Regions from separate parts of the Cricetulus griseus genome. Here region 2 is linked to region 1. Evidence: chromatin contacts called from public Micro-C data. All regions are on one chromosome and are shown on one strand. The core of a region is the stretch at or near the end of the contact, and the rest is flanking DNA. Distances in the headings are between cores, read along the strand shown.

Region 1 (3,919 bases), core at 623-3,122:
TTATTACAGCGATACCTCACACTGTGCAAGTGCAAGACACTTGTCCACCGTCCACATCCAGGCTCTTTAAGGAGCGTTTACAACCCACCATAAACACATACAGTTTTAAGGAACTGACATCTCCCACAAACGAAAAGAAACACAGTATTAATCCTTCACAAAAGACTTAGGGTGTGTGATTTTTGCTTACTGCTATGTGTAACTGTTAAGGTCGTACAAATGATGTTTTTTTCACAGAGTTTTGGTTGGTACTTTTTATTCACTGACTCAAAAGAATAAAACAGCCAAAAGACACATGAGAAAGCATGGAGCTCAAAGTCCCAGATGGGTGATCTGTGCCCAAGACTTAAGGCTGCTGTTACTTGGTGTCGTTAGCCACTGTAGTGAATTTCGCTGGATCAGATACTTAGCCATTATGGACTAAGAAATCCGTTAGTTTGAAATTAAAGGGCGCAGGACCAGTGGTAGGTGGCAAACCCTCCCCAGGGCTGTTCCCAACCCTGTCATCCCTCTGCCCCTCGTTTGGTTCCTCGTCCAAAGTGAGCAATGCCTCTCCCCGTAGCCCCTCACGCAGCTCTCGAGGGATGGCCGTGGAACCCTGCCGCCAGGTTCTGCACCCAAGCTTGCGCGCACGCGGAGCGGGGACACCGGATGCTCGCGCCCCACCGCCAGGCAGACTCAGCTCCATGGGCCTCGCAGTCCCGAAGGCCCCAGGCGACCGCGAAGCGCTCGGACTGCCGCTGGCCCACCCGGAAGCTCTTCCTCGGCTCACACCTGCCGGCGCATGACGCCGGTCTGTCCCTGCCCCACTACTCAGGACGCTCAGGCCCTCGCGACCGACATGACCGCGCGTCCCTCACACACCCCTCCCCCGCCTCACGTCTACACACCGCGATCCCAGAGCGCGCCCGGGGCGAGCTCCCTGGCCCGCCGCGGCCCACCCCGGCCCTGTGCGCTCCCGTCCCACCCACCCCGCCCGGCTCGCTCCCGTCGAGCGCGCTCTCGCGAGGACACGCACACGCTGCGCCTCAGCGGGCCGCGGCGCGCGCTCCCGAGGGCGTCCTCAGTCGCCCATCCCGGGCCGTGCCGCTCGGCCCGGCGGCTCGCGAGGAAGAGGAAGGCCCGCGCGGCCCACAGTCCTCACTCACCGCTGAGCCGCGCCGGCTCCGAGTGCGCGTCGTTCCGCTGTGGAGCCCAGCGGTGACCGCGGTCCTCGCTTCTCCGCAAGCTGTGGAGGCGACGTCGCGGGGAGGCTGAAAGGCGAGGGGTGTCACTGTCGCTCGCTTAACCTTCCCGAAGCTCGGGGACCCCAGAAACTAAAAACAAAATAAACAAACTTTCCCCTCCGCCTCCCTCCCTAAAACCACAACACAAACACTCGGGGGCCCGCCCACAGCTCCACTTCATTGGCCGAGGGCAGGATGCCTCTAACTTTCACTGGCTAGCTTTCGTGCCTGTCAAGATGCTGTTCCTCCTCTCTTAAGTCCTCGCCGCTGCCGTCTCCCCTCATTGGCTAAGTGCTTCCCGTTTGCTGAGCTGGGGTTGGCTGAGCGGCCTGCGCCAATCATGAGGAGACACACCCCCTCAGCATCCCAGAGGCCGCTTCCCCGGTCGCGTACCCAGAGAGACGAAGGGGAAACTAGAGCATGATGGCGGCCGAGATCGCCCAACGCAGTCATTATCTTTTCCCTATTTTTTGTTTTCTTAGCTCTTTGGTGCCCCTCTCAGGCGCTGTTTCTCGCAAGTTCCTTTCTCCATTCGAGACTGCACTAATAACGGAATCTATACGTGCCGGCTCTTTGATTTATCCCCTCCGAAGAGCTGAGTGTGGGTTGGTTGTGCGTCATTGGACTGTCAGGATGTCGCTCCCAAGTCACATCCTTAAACTATTGGTGGAACAACCAAAAAGCGGCCAACAACAAGGGCCTATGCCATTGGTTTGATTCCACTGTTAGTTTTTTTCCTGGTCTCTTATTGGGCACTTCGGTGTTGTCCATCAAATCCGGATTCGCCACTCAGTTTACCTGAGGAGAGGGGTGTCTTTGGTCCTTGGTAATTGACAGTAATAACTACTATCATTTATTGTGAGTGTATTTTATGCCAAAACGGTGCTGAATTCTTTACAAAAGCTATCTGATTAAACCTTTTTTTTTTTTTCAGAAAGCAAGGCCAAAATAAGTTAAGAAACTTACCCAAGGTCACCCATTTAGAAAGGAGTTGTTGGGCCATACATTGATTCCTAGGCCTGACTCAACAATCTCCACTCGTTTAGCCATGCTTTAGTGCCTCTGAATAATACCTGTCAGTCAACCCAACATCATAAAACTGTTTCTTTCAGAACCCAAGTTCCTTATTCAGTTTCTGGCAATAGCATTACTGTAGACTAACGCGGGAACGATTGTCATAAGCATTATTAGAGACTAGCTTTGGAGAGATTGTCATTTTCTCCATGACATCTTCCTCCTAGGATCCATTCTTCCCCATTCTAAGTTAAACAAATATTTCCCGACAAGAAGCACATATAAATCTATTTTCAGTTTCTTTGGCTTTGTAAATGACTATTTTTACCACCCTCATGTGCCATAGCAATCCCCATACCCATCGCTGACCAACTTTAGCCTGTTCCTTTGCAAGAATATCCCAGAGTTGGAAATGATGAGAAATTAAGTCTTGAATGAGATAAAGAATAAATCCCTTTAGAAATAATTGATTGCATGCAAATGGAACAATCCTCTGGCTCCTGGAAAGCTTCCAGAGTTGCTGATGTCGAGCAAGCCATGTGTGTACTCCTGGCTTCTGGCCACTGGATTCTTTCTCTGTGACAGCTTTTATGGAAGTGAATCCACATTTCAGCCAGGGGAGGGCAGGATGCTTAGGATCCATTACCAGAGTGCCAGCCCCAAGCCTCTGGGACTGAAATGATCTCCAGGAGCACACTACTGGACTCTAGCCCACATTTTACCATTCCAAATCCCTGTCCCTTGTAGCTGAAGGGGGATCATAGCCCTTGTTTCCCTTCCCCAAGCTGTTGTGTAATCTCATTGGCACTGTTTAACAATAAAGCAGCCATTGTAACACAGTGATACGTTCAGTAAAGCCTTTCAGCAGAGGAAGACAAGGTATTTCACAAACATCAATTAAGAGTAAATGGTAGGTATTTCTAGGATAATTCGAGGACAGGAGGGAGACCATAAGTTAAATTCTATTAAAGGACCTAAAAATATGAAATGTGATAACTCCATGCACATAGCTCATATTAGCATTCAAAATGGGGATTAGGAACCAGAAAACACAATGAAAAATGTCAAGGATTCAGAACCTTTCCAGTCCTTAAAGTTGATTGTTTTTGTATCACTTAAAAATATCTATTTCTAGGGGCTGGAAAGATGGCTTGGTGGTTGTGATCCAGAGGACCCAGTTCAAACCTCAGCACTCATATGGCAGCTTACAACTGTCTGTAACTTATACATGTGGAGGACAGATATATGCAGGCAAAAACTGATACACATAAAATAAATAAAAATATTTACTTCTTTTTTTGTCCATGAACATTTGATTTATTTTTAATTTAGAATATTATAATGATGTTTTTGAAATAAAATCTTACTATATATCCTAGTCTTACCTCAAGATTGTAATCCTCCTGCCTCAGTCTTTGGAGTGTTAGGTTTTTTTTTAATTTATTTATTAGTTCTAGTTAGGGAACAAGCTTGTTTCACATGTAAGTCCCTTCTCCCACTCCCTCCTCTCTCACCCCAGCCTACCCCCCACCTCATCCACCCACCACTCCCCAGGCGGGTAGTGCCCTCAACGGGGGCTCTGCAAAGTAAAAATATTTACTTCTATTTATTTACATGTATGTACATCTGTATCTTGTGAGAATATGCCATTCATGTGTGCATTGCCCATGAAGACCGGA
Region 2 (3,616 bases), core at 281-2,780, 88 kb before region 1:
TCTCTTGCCAATATGCTACAGCACAAATCAAGAGAACACAAATTAGGAGAAAAGAGGCAGAAAGCAAGGTTTCTCAGAGCTAAAGATGTGCTGGGGGAAGAGGGAGGGATTTTGTCAGGGGTAGAGGTAATTTGCCCGCCACATCACAAACTCCAGTCCTTTCAGCACAGCAGACCAAGAGGCATTACATCACACTCTCACAATGATCGGGGGAGGTGGCCCTGAGAAAGCAAGTTTTGGGCTTTCTTTCCAGCCTGCTCAGGCTTCTAGAACCCTGCATTAGGAGTAATGGAATTTAACTTGAGGCACTGCACTTTCAGGGTTACTAACAAACTCAGACACTCATTTATATGATCCTAAATGACCACTTTACAAAAAAATACACGTCCGAAAAGACACACATCACACATACTCAATTGGCGTTGAAAATCTAACATTAAATAAAATATTTTATTTCATATGAAATGGAGACCAATATACATACACTGAGAACTGGTAAAGAAACAATTTCTAAACGGAGTAAAGAGCCATTTATATCTTTAAAATAAACGTGTTTACAAGACAGTCCCACCATTTGGTTTAAGCCACAATCAAAATAAAAGCGCATCTGGCTGAACATTTGAGAACACACACTGGGACCTAGTGCAAAGGAGCGCGCGCAAAGAAGAGGGTGAGCCACATTTTGCTTGCATTTCAAGCAGGGGAATCTATAACCCCAAATCTGGTGTATTCAGTTACCCCCCGGACCTAGTTTAAAATGTATCTGGTCTCACTTTAGGCTCTACACATCTCCAGGAAGCATAGCCGACCTAAGAGAGAGAGAGGAAAAAAAAAAGCTTTCCCATTCTAGGGCTAGTCCTCCCGGATCCTTTGTCGGCCTTAGCAGCCCAAAGAATGCAAACCCATTTATATTTATGCAAATTTTTGCAGCAGATTTAAGGGGGGAGGGAGAGGTTTGTGTTTTTTTTTTAAAAAAACCTCTTCCTAAATATCAAATTCCAATTACTCAGAGCTCCGTTTATTTGCATGATAAAAATGATGAAAAGCTACATATAAACTAAAAGTGCAATTAAATCACTTCAAAATTTAAATATTTTACCAGGTCTTTTCCATTTCTAAAATGCTGAACCAAAAGTACATCACGAGTCTGATTTACAGATTCGCGAAATGTCTGAAGCCAGTCTCCATGCTAGAGAAATGTCGATTTGCAACACCACTAGTGAAAACGGTTAGACACGATCCATATAAATCAATTGGTTTTTAAAAATTGAAAATATTTACCAACCTCATAAAGTGCAGCAGTGCTTAAATCCAGCAAATTGAGGCATACAAGGTAGAAATAGAAATGAAAAAAGGTCCAAAAAGTGAATTCTTTTTGTCTATCTGTATTTTGTATTTTAAATATTCAGAAACCAGCAGAGACTCTGTCGGCCATTTTGGCTTGAACTAACTCTCTCACTCACTCTCCCTCCTGCTCTCTCTCTCCCTCTCTGTCTCTAAAGGAAGCAGCTTTTTGTGACCTTCAAATAGAGGCGGATCACGTGACTTCGGGTAGGTTTGTCAATCAGGAAAGGGGGAGGGAGCTGGAGTTGAAGCTGCCTTAAAGGGAAAGCAGCCTTTTTCCACCGGCTTTCATTTGTGCAATGCTGTTATCTTATTCTCCCGCCTACAGATACTGCATGTGAAAGTGGCAACACCATAAGGGTAACAGATGAACAAAATACAAAAACCTTTATTGGTTTATAGAAATATGCTCAGTTGCTAACGATGCTTGCAGATCCTGGATCTGATCTTGGCTCCCTTGCTAGTTATTCTCTAGATGTTTGGGCAAGAACAGACTGGCAAACTGCTCTTTAAAAGGGGGCTTAAACAAAGCTTTACCTAAACAAAAAGAGAATTTAGTTTTTTGATTAAGATGAAACATAAGACACAACCGATTTCTAGCTACCTCTGAAATACACAAAAAGAGGGAAAGTTACCCTAACCACCCGCAAACTGAGTGGTAATTCAGAGAGGTTAAGCAGCACCCCAAATCACACAGCTCAACAGGGACAGACAGGGCTGCTTTCTGCCCTTGAACTTGGTGCCTATTGTGTGAGTACAGCACTCAGTAGCCTCTCACCCAAACCTAAGTGAAAACTAAGCTAGGGCTTCACAAAGGATCCCTCCAGGCTGGGCAGCACTGAGTCATCTTAAATACTCCCCCCCCCCCCCCCCCGCAGGAAGTAGCTCTGAGTCTAGGCACTCAATTAAAGACTACTCAGCTTCCTTGCAGGCCCAGTCCCTCCTCCTTAGGGACACCTTGATTTCTCCTGCCTTGAAAACCCACCCTGGGCTTAAAGTAAAAGTCCATCCCTTGCCTCCCTGGGCCTCAGATGGTACACCTTAGTGTATCTCCAACCCCTTCCCCCTCCCCTTCCCTCTTCTCCTCCCTCCCCTCCCCCCTCCCCCCTCTCCTTTTTGATTTATTTATTTTTTATTTTATGTGCATTTAATTTTGGTGTTTTACCTACATGTATGTCTGAGTGAGGGTGTCAGATGCCTGGAACTGGAATTACAGACAGTTGTGAGCTGCCATGTGTGTGCTAGGAAGTGAACCAGGTCCTCTGCAAAAGTAGCCTGTGCTTCTAAGAAGCTATATCTCTCCTGCCCCTGGTTTCCTTCTCCTGGTGACGTTATTCACTTTATCCTGCTCAAGTTAGTCACAGGCCAGGAGTGTGATGCATGTCACTAATCCCAGTGCAGAGGCAGGTGGATCCTGCTCTACCTAGCAAGCTCCAGATCAGCCAGAGATGCAGTGTGACCTGTACTCAAAAAGTCAGTCACTACTACCCAAAGCAAGCATCTTGAGCTTCCTAGTTCAATACTGGCACTCCTAGGACACACTTGACTACTTCAGAGTTGTTTAGTTTTATGACAGACACTGCTTAATGCTGGTCTTTCCCTACAAACTGTCAACTGTCTGTAGGCAAACACCACCATCTTCCTCATCTTCAGTGAGGTGTCACACTGAACCCCAAACTGCAGATAAATGAATGAATTAATCTATCAACCAAACTACCTGGAGCTATGTTCAGAAGGGCTGGGCTAAACAGAAGGTCACAAATGAGCTCCAGAAACCCCCATGAATTCTATTTTAAGGATTTTTGTTTGTTTGTTTGTTTTTTGAGACATGGTTTCACTGTGTAGCCCTGGGTGTATTTTAAGGATTCTCTTACTTTTTGATTTTTTTTTCTTTTCAGTTTTTAGAGACTGTTCTCTGTGTAACAGCCCTAGCCATCTTGGAACTAGCTCTGTAGACCAGGCTGGCCTCAAACTCATAGAGATTCACCTGCCTCTGGGATTAAAGGTGTGCACCACCACTGCCCAGGTACACATAAAGGATTCTTTAAGGACATAAAGAAACAGTAGTCTGGCTAAAGTGCTTTTTCCAAATGAATTGGTCAGTGGAGAACCAAGGACTCTGAAGGTTGTGCAGGCTTTCTTTCCAGAAAAACCTGCTAATTCTGTCTAAGCCTTACATGCGTGTTTTTCTGGCTTTCTAGGCCTTTATACTGTCTCCCTCCAATTTTCCACTTAGAAAAGGACAGGAAAGGAGCTGCTTTGGGCAGAGGCC

Evidence for each region. A called contact is a pair of places that touch in the nucleus more often than the background predicts.
Region 2: a Micro-C map of the CHO-K1 cell line shows a contact between it and region 1, with 3 times the contacts expected there. The contact joins two enhancer-like sites. A contact is called at or near these places in 2 of 8 Hi-C or Micro-C datasets (both in the CHO-K1 cell line).

Annotation. Positions count from the first base shown.
Region 1 is chr2:377,875,169-377,879,087 of CriGri-PICRH-1.0, reverse strand. No RefSeq gene overlaps it. Among named protein-coding and RNA genes, the nearest start is that of Fam83f, 44 kb to the right of the region's middle. Within about 2 kb of position 1,872, at least 6 of the 6 cell types and tissues checked have open chromatin away from gene starts, as enhancers often do. A contact at or near this core is called in the CHO-K1 cell line, where this site is marked.
Region 2 is chr2:377,962,670-377,966,285 of CriGri-PICRH-1.0, reverse strand. No RefSeq gene overlaps it. Among named protein-coding and RNA genes, the nearest start is that of Tnrc6b, 56 kb to the left of the region's middle. Within about 2 kb of position 1,530, at least 5 of the 6 cell types and tissues checked have open chromatin away from gene starts, as enhancers often do. A contact at or near this core is called in the CHO-K1 cell line, where this site is marked.